3 separate regions of the Mus musculus genome follow, and all the other regions are linked to region 2. A link is a contact called in public promoter capture Hi-C data. All regions are on one chromosome and are shown on one strand. The core of a region is the stretch at or near the end of the contact, and the rest is flanking DNA. Distances in the headings are between cores, read along the strand shown. Region 1 has its middle 9.5 kb from the start of Lamb2. Region 2 overlaps Pfkfb4 (6-phosphofructo-2-kinase/fructose-2,6-biphosphatase 4). Region 3 holds the start of Spink8 (serine peptidase inhibitor, Kazal type 8).

Region 1 (3,664 bases), core at 111-2,610, 540 kb before region 2:
AGCCCTAAATCTTTTTAAAAAGAAAGATGGGTAAGCAATTGAAGATATCCTGTCATCAGCTCCTGGCCTTCATATATGTACCTGCATGGACAAGATTGCCTGTGTGTCATGTACACACATCCAGGCACAAATACACAAGACCAGCTCAAAAACAGAGGAGGGAGAAGGGAGGAATGCACATAATCCCAGAACTAGGGAGGCTTAAGCAAGAGAATCTCGAGTTAGAGATCAGCTTAGGCTACACAACACTGTCTCCGAAAAGGAAAACAGTGATGAAAGGGGGTGGGGGGGAGTATCCTTGGGACCGAGTGGTCATGATATCCTCACCTTACCTCATGCCATTCCCCACATCAAGAGGGCAGTGGTTCTGCCCAGGCCCTTATGCTTTTTCAACTGGAAACAATTCGCCCTCAAGACCTTGAGGATTTGGAGAATGAAGTGAGGACCTCCGCCTATGCATACCACCATCTTTTTGGATTCTGTCAAGTTCTTGGTGCTCAGCCCTACCTCTTGTGGAAACAAATCATAGCAGGACAGGATCTATGCAGGGAAGCTGTCAGAGAGGCAGGAGAGCACAGGTCGATTGTACCAGTGGAGAATCATACGTAGGAAGGGTGGGGGGTGAGAATAGGGCAGGGGTCAGAGTTCACGAGACCAGGAGACATGAACCACAGGAAAGATATGAACAAAAAAGTGAGAACCAAACGGATTGTTTGGAAGGACGGGAAACCTCGTGGAGGCCTAAGGAAGGAGAGTTGGCGTTGTCTGGGGGAAACTTGCATCCTGGGAGAGACGGGAAATAAAGGTTCAGAAGATACTCGGAAGCAGAGATGGGTATGGAGTAGCTGTGAGGCCAAAAGGAGGGCAGGAGCAGATGACAGTGAGCGAGGCTGTGATGACCCATCCCACCAGCTGCTCTCTGCCCTCCTGTCATTGACAAAGGTGACACCTGAGCCGACATCTTAGGTGCCGAGGCCACAGATCACTCCCAGGAGTTCGGAGCAGGCTGCACGGGAACAATGAAGAAAGGCTTCCTTCCCAACATGGTGACTGAGACCTGATCCTAGAGGCCACCCACACAGTTCTCTGACCTCTAAATGTGTCTTGAGTGGGCAGTGCCCCAACTGTCCCCGAATTAACTAATGGTAAGTTCAAGGCCTGTAGGTTTGAGGTTGAGGACCAATCATCTCCTTTATCTGAGTGATTTAACTGCCCTGTAACTCCATGCAGGGCTATGTGTTGTGTAGCAATTTTCTCTAAGATAAAATCCATTTCAGTGTCTCCTTAAGATACTGGCTGTTCTGAACTTTACAATCTAAGGGAAGGAGGAAACAATCCATTATTCAGGGAGGCTCCTTAGGACACAGGACGTTCTAAGAGGTAGTGAAACATCCCATCCTTGAAGGAGGCTCCTTAAGATACAAGATATTCTAGGGAGGAGAAATAGTCTGTACTGCCAGGAAGCTCATTCGGCCCAGGAATTCCTAAAGTCCTTGAAACTGATGGAATTCACTAGGTCCCTCCCTCCCTGAGCAAATAGAAGTAGTAAAGACTGTCTGCCTAGAGACACTCAGACAAGCTGACCATCCCGGCTCAGGCTAGCTAGGCTGCCTGAAGCAAACAGACCTGCAAGGCCAACCAGAGTAGGCTGAGACAAGACAAGCCGCCTGGGAGAGGCTCACACCAAGTGATTCTGCAGCTTGCTGATCTGCCTGCAGGCAGAGTGTGCTCCAGGTTTCCAGACTTCATCTTTGTCCCCCATGCTGAGAAGGGCTTTGGTGAAGCCGCTGTCTTTGGGTCATTTTTTTCTGTTCCTGTAAGGAACCCCAATAAAACTCATTGGTTCGCCATGTTGGACATGTTTGGTGGTGTCTGTACTTTGTACTGTTTCCAGCTCATTGCCTGGAGTAGACTTTTGTTAACATGTCCCCAAGAATAGTGCCACACAGAAAGATCTGTTAGATTATTCAAAAGCAGCTGCAGAGAGACAGTACGAGGGCTAAAGTTGTGGTTTGTTTTTTGTTTTTTAAGATTTATTTACTTTTTTTGTTTGGTTGGTTGGTTTTCGAGACAGGGTTTCTCTGTGTAGCTCTGGCTTCCTGGAACTCACTTTGTAGACCAGGCTGGCCTCGAACACAGAAATCCGCCTGCCTCTGCCTCCTGAGTGCTGGGATTAAAGTTGTGTGCCACCACACCCGGTACTTATTTATTTACTTTATGTATATAAGTACACTGTAGCTGTACAGATGGTTGTCAGCCTTCATGTGGTTGTTGGGAATTGAACTTTTTTAGGACTCGCTCCGGTCAACCCAACTCGCTCAGTCCCTGCTCGCTCTGGCACAAAGACTTATTTATTATTATACATAAGTACACTGTAGCTGTCTTCAGACGCACCAGAAGAGGGTGTCAGATCTCATTACAGATGGTTGTGAGTTGCTGGGATTTGAACTCAGGACCTTTGGAAGAGCAGTCAGTGCTGAGGCATTTCTCCAGCCCAGTTGTTTTTGTTTTTGTTTTTGTTTTGAGACAGGGTTTGTGATGGTTTGTATATTCTTGGACCAGGGAGTGACACCATCTGGAGGTGTGTCGTTGTTGCAATTGGTGTGACCTGGTTGGAGTAGGTGTGTCACTGTGGGTGTGGACTTAAGATCCTCACCCTAGTTGCCTGGAAGTCAGTCTTCCACTAGCAGCCTTTGGATGAAGGTGTAGAACTCTCAGCTCTGCCTGCACCATGCCTGCCTGGATACTGCCATGCTCCCACCTTGATGATAATGGACTGAACCTCTGAACCTTTAAGCCAGCCCCAATTAAATGTTTTTTATAAGACTTGCCTTGGTCGTGGTGTCTGTTCACAGCAGTAAAACCCTAACTAAAACAGAGTTTCTCTGTGTAGCCCTGGCTGTCCTGGAATTCACTCTGTAGACCAGGCTGGCCTCGAACTCAGAAATCCACCTGCCTCTGCCTCCCGAGTGCTGGGATTAAAGGCATGAGCTGTCACTGCCCTGTGTATTTTTTTTTAACAAAGATTTATTTATTTTACTTTATTTATATTGGTATACTGTAGCTGTCTTCAGACACACCAGAAGAGGGCATCAGATCCCATTGCAGATGGTTGTGAGCTACTATGTTGTTGCTGGGAGTTGAACTCAGGACCTCTGGAAGAGCAGTCTCTCTCCAGCCCCATAAAGTTGTGTTTTAAGTTTTAAATTACTGTGCTTAAAACAAAGGGGCTGGAGAGATGGCTCAGCGGTTAAGAACACTGACTACTCTTCCAGAGGTCCTGAGTTCAATGCCCAGCAACCACATGGTGGCTCACAACCATCGGTAATGGGATCTGATGCCCTCTTCTGGTGTGTGTGAAGACAGCTACAGTGTACTCATATAAATATATTACTAAAAATCTTAAAAAAAAAAAAAAAAAAAAAGCAAAAAACAAGCTGGGCAGTGGTGGCACATGCCTTTAATCCCAGCACTTGGGAGGCAGAGGCAGGCAGATTTCCGAGTTCGAGGCCAGCCTGGTCTACAAAGTGAGTTCCAGGACAGCCAGGGCTACACAGAGAAACCCTGCTTCGAAAAGAATCATGGTAGTGGTCTTATTCTTGGCTGCTGGGACTAGTAACAGAAAGCAGAAGGAGTGGCTTGGTCTGACCTCAGGCAGGACCAT
Region 2 (3,353 bases), core at 588-3,087:
CCCCTCCCCCACAGCCCTGGCCAGCAGAAGGGTACCTCAGTCAGGGTGGGCTGGGTTTCTATTTAAGTGGGTTTTTTTCCCACTCCCTGTCTTAATCTGTACTCCTCATTTATCTCGAATGGCTGTATGGGTTTGAAAGATAATTCAGGAGAAAGAGCTGTAGGCTTCTCACTGAGACACAGGGTGAAAGGCTAACAGGCGGAGCATTCCTGATGGGAGCAGTCCCCAGCTAGGCTCTGGCCTCAGGCCCCCAGCCCTGGCCTGGCTTCTGGTCCCACCTCCCTGCCCCCTGCCTAGCTGTGCTCTTGCTTTCTGGCTCTGCCTGGATTCCAGCCCTGATGGCTTCTTGCTCTGTGCCTGACTCCGACAGCAAGTGAAGCTGGGCAGCCCTGACTATGTCAACCGGGACAGCGACGAAGCCACCGAAGACTTCATGAGGCGCATTGAATGCTATGAAAACTCATATGAGTCGCTGGATGAAGACCTGGACAGGTGGGTGAGAGAGCCCCGTGGCTGCAGCGGCACTGAGGGGGGTGGGGGGAGTCCACTTGGCCATCTCGGTGTGATTCCCTGTGGTGGCTCCGTGTGGTGGTCGCCTAAGGGTGATGGCCTCTCAGGGAAGCACTCCAGAAGGCCGGTGTGGTCTGACCACTTTTGTTTCTTTCCTTGAGGCAGAAGTTGTTGGCTAGAGGTGGCTTACAGAACACTCATTACCTCCTGTGGGACTTTCTCCTGTCTCACTATAAAATCAAACCTAATTTCTATGCAGGAGGCCTTCCCAAAAGGTGTTTGCAAACACTTCATACATTTCTTTCATTCTGCTGTTGGGGAGTGGACAGGAGCTAGCCAGATCTGCCTATGAGCAGCAGTCGATGGCCACTACTTGTCAGGTCCATCTGCCTCCCTCTGGGACAGAATGGCAAGCAGGAGTGCTGAGTGGCCAAGGACCTTCACTTCCAAAGTGGGTGCCCAGCTGAGGGTCTTGTGGCTGGCATCAGCAACATCTCCAGCCAACTGGCCAGATAATGAATGGTTTATTTAGGGTTTGGAACCCTGCTACAGTTACTGACTGTGCCATTGTGCTGCAAAAGAAACTGTAAATAAATGGCCATGGGTGTGTTCCACTAAAACTTGATAGAAAACAGCCTGTGGGCGGCATTTGCGTTGTTGGCAGTACTGTGCCTCTTGGCCTAAGTATAACCAGCAGCAGTGAATGAAGTAAATAGCACTGAGGCCATGGTGAAATCTTAGTCACCATAAACCATAATTATAGAAAGACGTGGGAGCGTGCATTGCACAGTGTTAAGTGAAAGGCTGGGTTATAAATATGTGTTTGGTGTTTATGATTACATAAGAATAGATAATGTATGATCATATATAATGTATAATATATGATCCAAGGAACACAGCAGCTGCTAGAGGGACGGCTTCCGGGTACTCATAGAATGGTGGTGCCTGTGTTGCCCGTGGGCTGACACATCTCCCCTCTGCTGGGCTCTGCAGCCAGACTGGAGCTGAGTGGCCCTTAGGCCTGTCCCTGTGTGGCCTTGTTATTCAACTCCCCCCCCCCCCCCCGCCTCCCCGGCATTGCTTCTTGTCACTCTGCAGGGCTACTGCACGAGAGCCTCACCCTGAACAGCCCCAGTTAGACCTGTCAGCAAACGTTGCTCCCGGGGTTATTGGTAGAGTAAAGGTAATAAGGGTACAGACAGGGAGAACTTGTATGAGAACATCCGGGAACTCTCAGCTGCTTCACCCCCCCGTTCCCAGCACTGCTAAGTCACTGCCTGTCCCCAGCATGGCCAAGTCACAGCCCGATCCCAGCACTGCTAAGTCACAGCCCAGCTTCAGCACTTGCTAAGTCATCCCTCCCCACCGCTGCCAACATATGTGCTCTCTAAGCAGAAGCATCGCCCAGGCGCAAAGTGGAGAGAGAGGCCAGCACTGTCTTCCTGTGCTTCTTGGCCACAGGATGCCTGAGGAGGAGGGGTAGTAGCTCCTTGGCGTATATGTGACCCTGACTGTGTGACTGGAGGCGAGGGTCTCTGGGGGAAAGAAAGCTGCCTAGGAACTTTGGGGAGTGCAGCGCTTGCCAGCGTCTGCCAGGTCAGCCGTAGGAACAGCTGTCTCTGGTTCAGCTTACGGAGCACAGAGGGTGACAGGAAGGGGTCTGGAAACACACACGCAGCAGTAAAATCCTGATATGACTTCACCGACCACTGTTCTAGCTGTCCCCTTTAGCACAATGAGTGTTGACCCCCCACCCCCACAGCACGTGTATGTGTGTCACTGAGGTGTGTCCCAGCTGCCTCACCCCCTGCCACTCTCACACCAGCTGCCGGTCCTGTGTGTTGTGATCCCAGATCCAGTGGGCAGAGTCGCAGGCTTTTCAGCTAGTTCCTGTGGCTGCCGGTGTGCTTCCAAGGGCCTGGCCACCCTCACAGGCGCTCTCTACCTTCTCTCTGGCAAGGGATCTGTCCTACATCAAGATCATGGACGTGGGCCAGAGCTATGTGGTGAACCGTGTTGCTGATCACATCCAGAGTCGCATCGTTTATTACCTCATGAACATCCATGTGACACCCCGCTCCATCTACCTCTGCCGGCATGGGGAGAGCGAGCTAAACCTCAAGGGCCGGATTGGTGGGGATCCTGGACTGTCCCCCCGGGGCCGGGAGGTCAGTGTGTGTGTGTGTGTGATGCACATGGGCATGCATCGGTGCATCGGTACCTTCAGGTAGAGGGATGGATATGTGAATATGTGTGTAGGGGCTGCTATAGCCAATGTGCAGTTGAGGCAGAGAGTCATTATCCGGTGTAGAACGTGGGAAAGGGGATGAGGTGCTGAGCAAACGCACATGAACATTCTCCAGGCAGAGGCCATTCCCCTTAGAGCAGCCCGAGCCCCAACTGAACAGCTATGGCCTTGACATGGTTCAGGGGGATATCGAGGACTCATAGAAGAGGTTACATGGCCTTGGGGCAGTTGATCAACAAATCTGGGGTTGCTCCTGGGGTCTGGGGAGAAGGCACAGAACTTGGATGTGTACACCATTGGGAAGTTAGTGTGACTTTTTAAAAACTAAACCCACTTCCTGGGTTTGGTCAGGACCCTGTGGGGCCTATGCTTGAGGCAGCCCAGGACCTGTGGGGCTGAGTGTGCTGTAAATGTGTTCCAGTTTTCCAAGCATCTGGCCCAGTTCATCAGTGACCAGAACATTAAGGATCTGAAGGTCTGGACGAGCCAGATGAAGAGGACGATCCAGACAGCCGAGGCGCTGAGCGTCCCTTATGAGCAGTGGAAGGTCCTCAACGAGATCGATGCGGTAACTACGGTCCCTTCCTCCCCTACC
Region 3 (3,761 bases), core at 235-2,734, 810 kb after region 2:
ACACTGGAATAGCCATACACTGGAGTAGCCATACACTGGAGTAGTCATACACTGGAGTAGCCATACACTGGAGTAGCCATACATTGGAGTGAGTAGCCGTACACTGGAGTGAGTAGCCATACACTGGGGTAGCCATACACTGGAGTAGCTATACACTGGAGTAGCCATACACTGGGGTAGCCATACACTGGGGTAGCCATACACTGGGGTAGCCCTACACTGGGGTAGCCATACACTGGGGTAGCCATACACTGGGGTAGCCATACACTGGGTAGCCATACACTGGGGTAGCCATACACTGGGGTAGCCATACACTGGAGTAGCCATACACTGGAGTAGCCATACACTGGAGTAGCCATACATTGGAGTGAGTAGCCATACACTGGAGTGAGTAGCCATACACTGGAGTAGCCATAAACTGGAGTAGACATACACTGGAGTAGCCATAAACTGGAGTAGCCATACACTGGAGTAGCCATACACTGGGGTAGCCATACACTGGGGTAGCCATACACTGGAGTAGCCATACACTGGAGTAGCCATACACTGGAGTAGCCATACACTGGAGTAGCCATACACTGGAGTAGCCATACACTGGGGTAGCCATACACTGGGTTAGCCATACACTGGGGTAGCCATACACTGGAGTAGCCATACACTGGAGTGAGTAGCCATACACTGGAGTAGCCATACACTGGAGTAGCCATACACTGGGGTGAGCTACTGAATCAGTTATGCTGTCCCATGAAAGTATTCTCAAGAATATTGGCCTGCTCACTGTTCTGCTGCTGTGAAAAGACAGGGTGGCCAAGGCAACTCTTAGAAGAGAAAACATTTAGTCAGGCTTGCCTACAGATCAGTTCATTTTCATCATGGTGGGAAACATGGTAGCATGCAGGAAGACACGGTGCTGAAGAAGTAGCTAAGAACTCTACACTGGCTTCTAGCAGCAGAAAGAATGCAACACTGGACCTGACTTGGACTCTTGAAACCCCAAAACCCATTCCCTTCCTCCAACAAGGCCACAGCTCTTCATCTTTCTCAAGTAATGCCACTCACTGATGACAGCGCATTCAAATATATGAGCCTATGGGTGCCATTCCTATTCAAACCACTGCAAGAGGACCCCAGACTTAGTCGGCCCTGAGACCTAAGCACAGCTGAGCCCATGATGGCAATCCCATCCAAGCTGTAAAACTCAGCACACAGACAGCACCACCTGTGGAACTAAGACAAAGACCTAATCCATTAAATCCAGAATTCTGGGAAAGTGTCTAAATGTACTAACCTTGCTTCTTAGCTTCTGTGGTTTGCTCTTACGTAGGAGTAAGAGAAATTACTGAAGAGAACAGCATGTGACTCGTGTCTGTTGCAGGAACACTGATTCTGCAGATGGTTATCACAGAAGGAATTTCTCCCCCAGAGAACGGAGAGGGTAGGGGAGAACAGGAAAGACTACTTTTCTCTACACTGCGGGGGCCAGCAGAGATAGAGACGCTGCTGTCCTTCTGACGTCTTTAACACTGAGCTGAGGCTCCTTCAGTCAGGAGTGTCTTCCACAGGTGAAAGCAAGCAAAGCCAGAGGGCAAATAACTGCTTCCTTCCACAGGTCTGTCACCATGAAGGTGATCTTCTCAGTTGCAGTCCTTGTTCTGGCCAGCTCAGTGTGGACTTCCCTTGCAGTTGGTGAGTTACAACTTCTTGCTCTATCCACATTTTCTGCAATATATCTAATCGATGGGGATATTAGTGGTATAAATGCCATGCCATTAGATTCATTCGTTTGTTCACTCATTCATAGTGCTAGAGATTGAATACCTTGTGCATATTGCCTAAGCATTGTACCATTTAGCCATATCCCCAGTCACCACTTTGATTTATTTGATCCTTAACTCATTTTACAAATGAAGCAGAAATCCAGAGAAAGAAAAGATTCACATATTGTCACTGGTATCAAAACTGGGAGCTGGATTCCAGCCTTTCCAATCCAGAACCACTGGTTTTCCAAAAGACCAGTTTATCAAGACACCTAGGAAGCACTCATTCCTACACTTCATATCTGTACATATCTCAAGCACAAAAAGAACTTCAGTAGGCTCTGTAGGAGACTCTTATTCTTCTGGCTAATGAATGACAGTGTTTAGCAAATGCAGCATCCACAGTTAACTGTAGAGGCTGTCGGGCCCTGCCCCACACATTCTTTCCCATTTAGACTTTCTTCTCAGCATTTGCCACATCAGTGGCAGCTACCTGTGTGGCCCATTTGCCAGATGCCTTGTCTGAAACAGAACATTAGTCATCAATAGGAATTATTTTTCTCAATTCTGAGAGAACGTTTGCTTAGTAACAGCTTAAATTACTGTAAGACGTCATCTATATTGCTCCCAAGATTTTTAATACCATAATGGGTTTCCCAGGGCACAGAATTAGCTTATTACATATCCAAGAAATATTTACTGTGTGCTGCAAACTAAGCTAGATAACTTATATGGCAGTAATGTCCCCAGACTCACAGTAGGACACACCAATGGTAGGAGATACAGTGATAGCATGACCCATGCCAAATATCAATAGATATTTTCATAAATGACTCAAGAAGAAAGTACATTAAGAGTGTGTAGATGTCAGACATGGTTGTCCACACCTTTAATCCCAACATTTCAGAGGCAGGGGCAGGTGGATCTCTGTGAATTTGAGCTTGAGACCAGCCTGATCTACAGAGTGAATTCCAGGACAGCCAGGGCTATGTAGAGAGATCCTGTTGTTCTATGACTTGAAGTTATATGACTGAACTATAATTAATTATGTATGATTCTTCTATAATTACTTACATGTAGAATAGTGAAACTCAACATCCTTTAAGGTATCTCAATATTAGTATTACAGATAATTTACAACCTAAAATATATTTTCTTAACCAACTAATACAAATACAAGTGGCAGGGATGGTTGAGGGTGGCTCAGAAGAGTGCTTGCCTAGCATGCACAAAGCCCTGGGCTCCATCCCTAGCACCACATAACTGGACACAAGCACACATCTGTAATACTAGCACATTATTAGAAGCCAGCGGGAGGTAGAGGAAGCAGGCTCAGAAGTTCAAGGTCACCCTGGACTTATACAGTAATCCCAAAGTCAGCCCAGACTACACAGACCCTAAAGAAAGACGGGCAGGGGGGCTGGAGAGATGGCTCAGTGGTTAAGAACACTGACTGCTCTTCCAGAAGTCCCAAGTTTGATTTCCAGCAACCACATGTTGGCTCACAACCATCTGTAATGGGATCTGATGCCTTCTTCTGGTGTGTCTGACACACCAGTGTACTCATATACATACAACAAATAAAATCTTTAAAAAAAAAAAAAAAGAAAGGAAGGAAGGAAGATAGATAGATAGATAGATAGATAGATAGATAGATAGATAGATAGATAGATAGATAGATAGGGGCCAGCTGTCTAGCAGAATAAAATGGACTAGTTGTAGGGGAGAGAAGAAAAGGGATATGTGCAGGGTACAGGGAGGATTGCCAAAGAACTTTCCTTTAAGGCTTATCTCGTGCACGAGAGCTTTGCTGGCATGCACACATGTGGACCATGTTTGTGATTCACTGCTCCCAGAGCAAGAAAAAAGACTCTGGAGTTATGGGTGGTTCTGAGCCAATGTTTGGGTGCTGGGAACTGAACCTGGGTCTTCTACAAGAGCAGTAAGTACTCTTAACTGCTGAGCCACCTCTGCAGCATCAAAAAAAATAGTTCATACTTATAT

What was found. Promoter capture Hi-C pulls out the DNA fragments that hold promoters and counts their contacts. Capture Hi-C pulls out chosen DNA fragments and counts their contacts.
Region 1: a contact with region 2 is called in a promoter capture Hi-C map of adipose tissue. The contact joins two enhancer-like sites.
Region 3: a promoter capture Hi-C map of hippocampal neurons shows a contact between it and region 2, with 4 times the contacts expected there. The contact joins the promoter of Spink8 here to the enhancer-like site in region 2. A contact is called at or near these places in 19 of 39 promoter capture datasets (the 3T3-L1 cell line, 3T3-L1-derived adipocytes, the C10 cell line and 10 more), 2 of 15 datasets of contacts at CTCF or cohesin (large pre-B cells and stem cell-derived epiblast-like cells), 3 of 484 Hi-C or Micro-C datasets (the G1E-ER4 cell line and embryonic stem cells), 1 of 115 datasets of contacts at active chromatin or transcription factors (epiblast stem cells) and 1 of 9 other capture datasets (liver).

The regions. Positions count from the first base shown.
Region 1 is chr9:108,468,506-108,472,169 of GRCm38.p6, forward strand. No RefSeq gene overlaps it. Among named protein-coding and RNA genes, the nearest start is that of Lamb2, 9.5 kb to the right of the region's middle. Within about 2 kb of position 1,361, at least 17 of the 459 cell types and tissues checked have an H3K27ac peak or open chromatin away from gene starts, as enhancers often do. A contact at or near this core is called in adipose tissue, where this site is marked.
Region 2 is chr9:109,007,979-109,011,331 of GRCm38.p6, forward strand. It overlaps Pfkfb4 (6-phosphofructo-2-kinase/fructose-2,6-biphosphatase 4), which reads left to right. Exons shown (of 14, transcript NM_173019.5): 7 at 371-492; 8 at 2,471-2,678; 9 at 3,180-3,326. Among named protein-coding and RNA genes, the nearest start is that of Pfkfb4, 18 kb to the left of the region's middle. Within about 2 kb of position 1,838, at least 92 of the 459 cell types and tissues checked have an H3K27ac peak or open chromatin away from gene starts, as enhancers often do. A contact at or near this core is called in the G1E-ER4 cell line, the HPC-7 cell line, adipose tissue and 1 more, where this site is marked.
Region 3 is chr9:109,815,143-109,818,903 of GRCm38.p6, forward strand. It overlaps Spink8 (serine peptidase inhibitor, Kazal type 8), which reads left to right and starts at 1,485. Exons shown (of 5, transcript NM_183136.2): 1 at 1,485-1,686. The coding sequence starts at 1,620. Gm51691 reads right to left here. Exons shown (of 1, transcript XM_030244768.1): 1 at 1-3,761. The coding sequence starts at 32.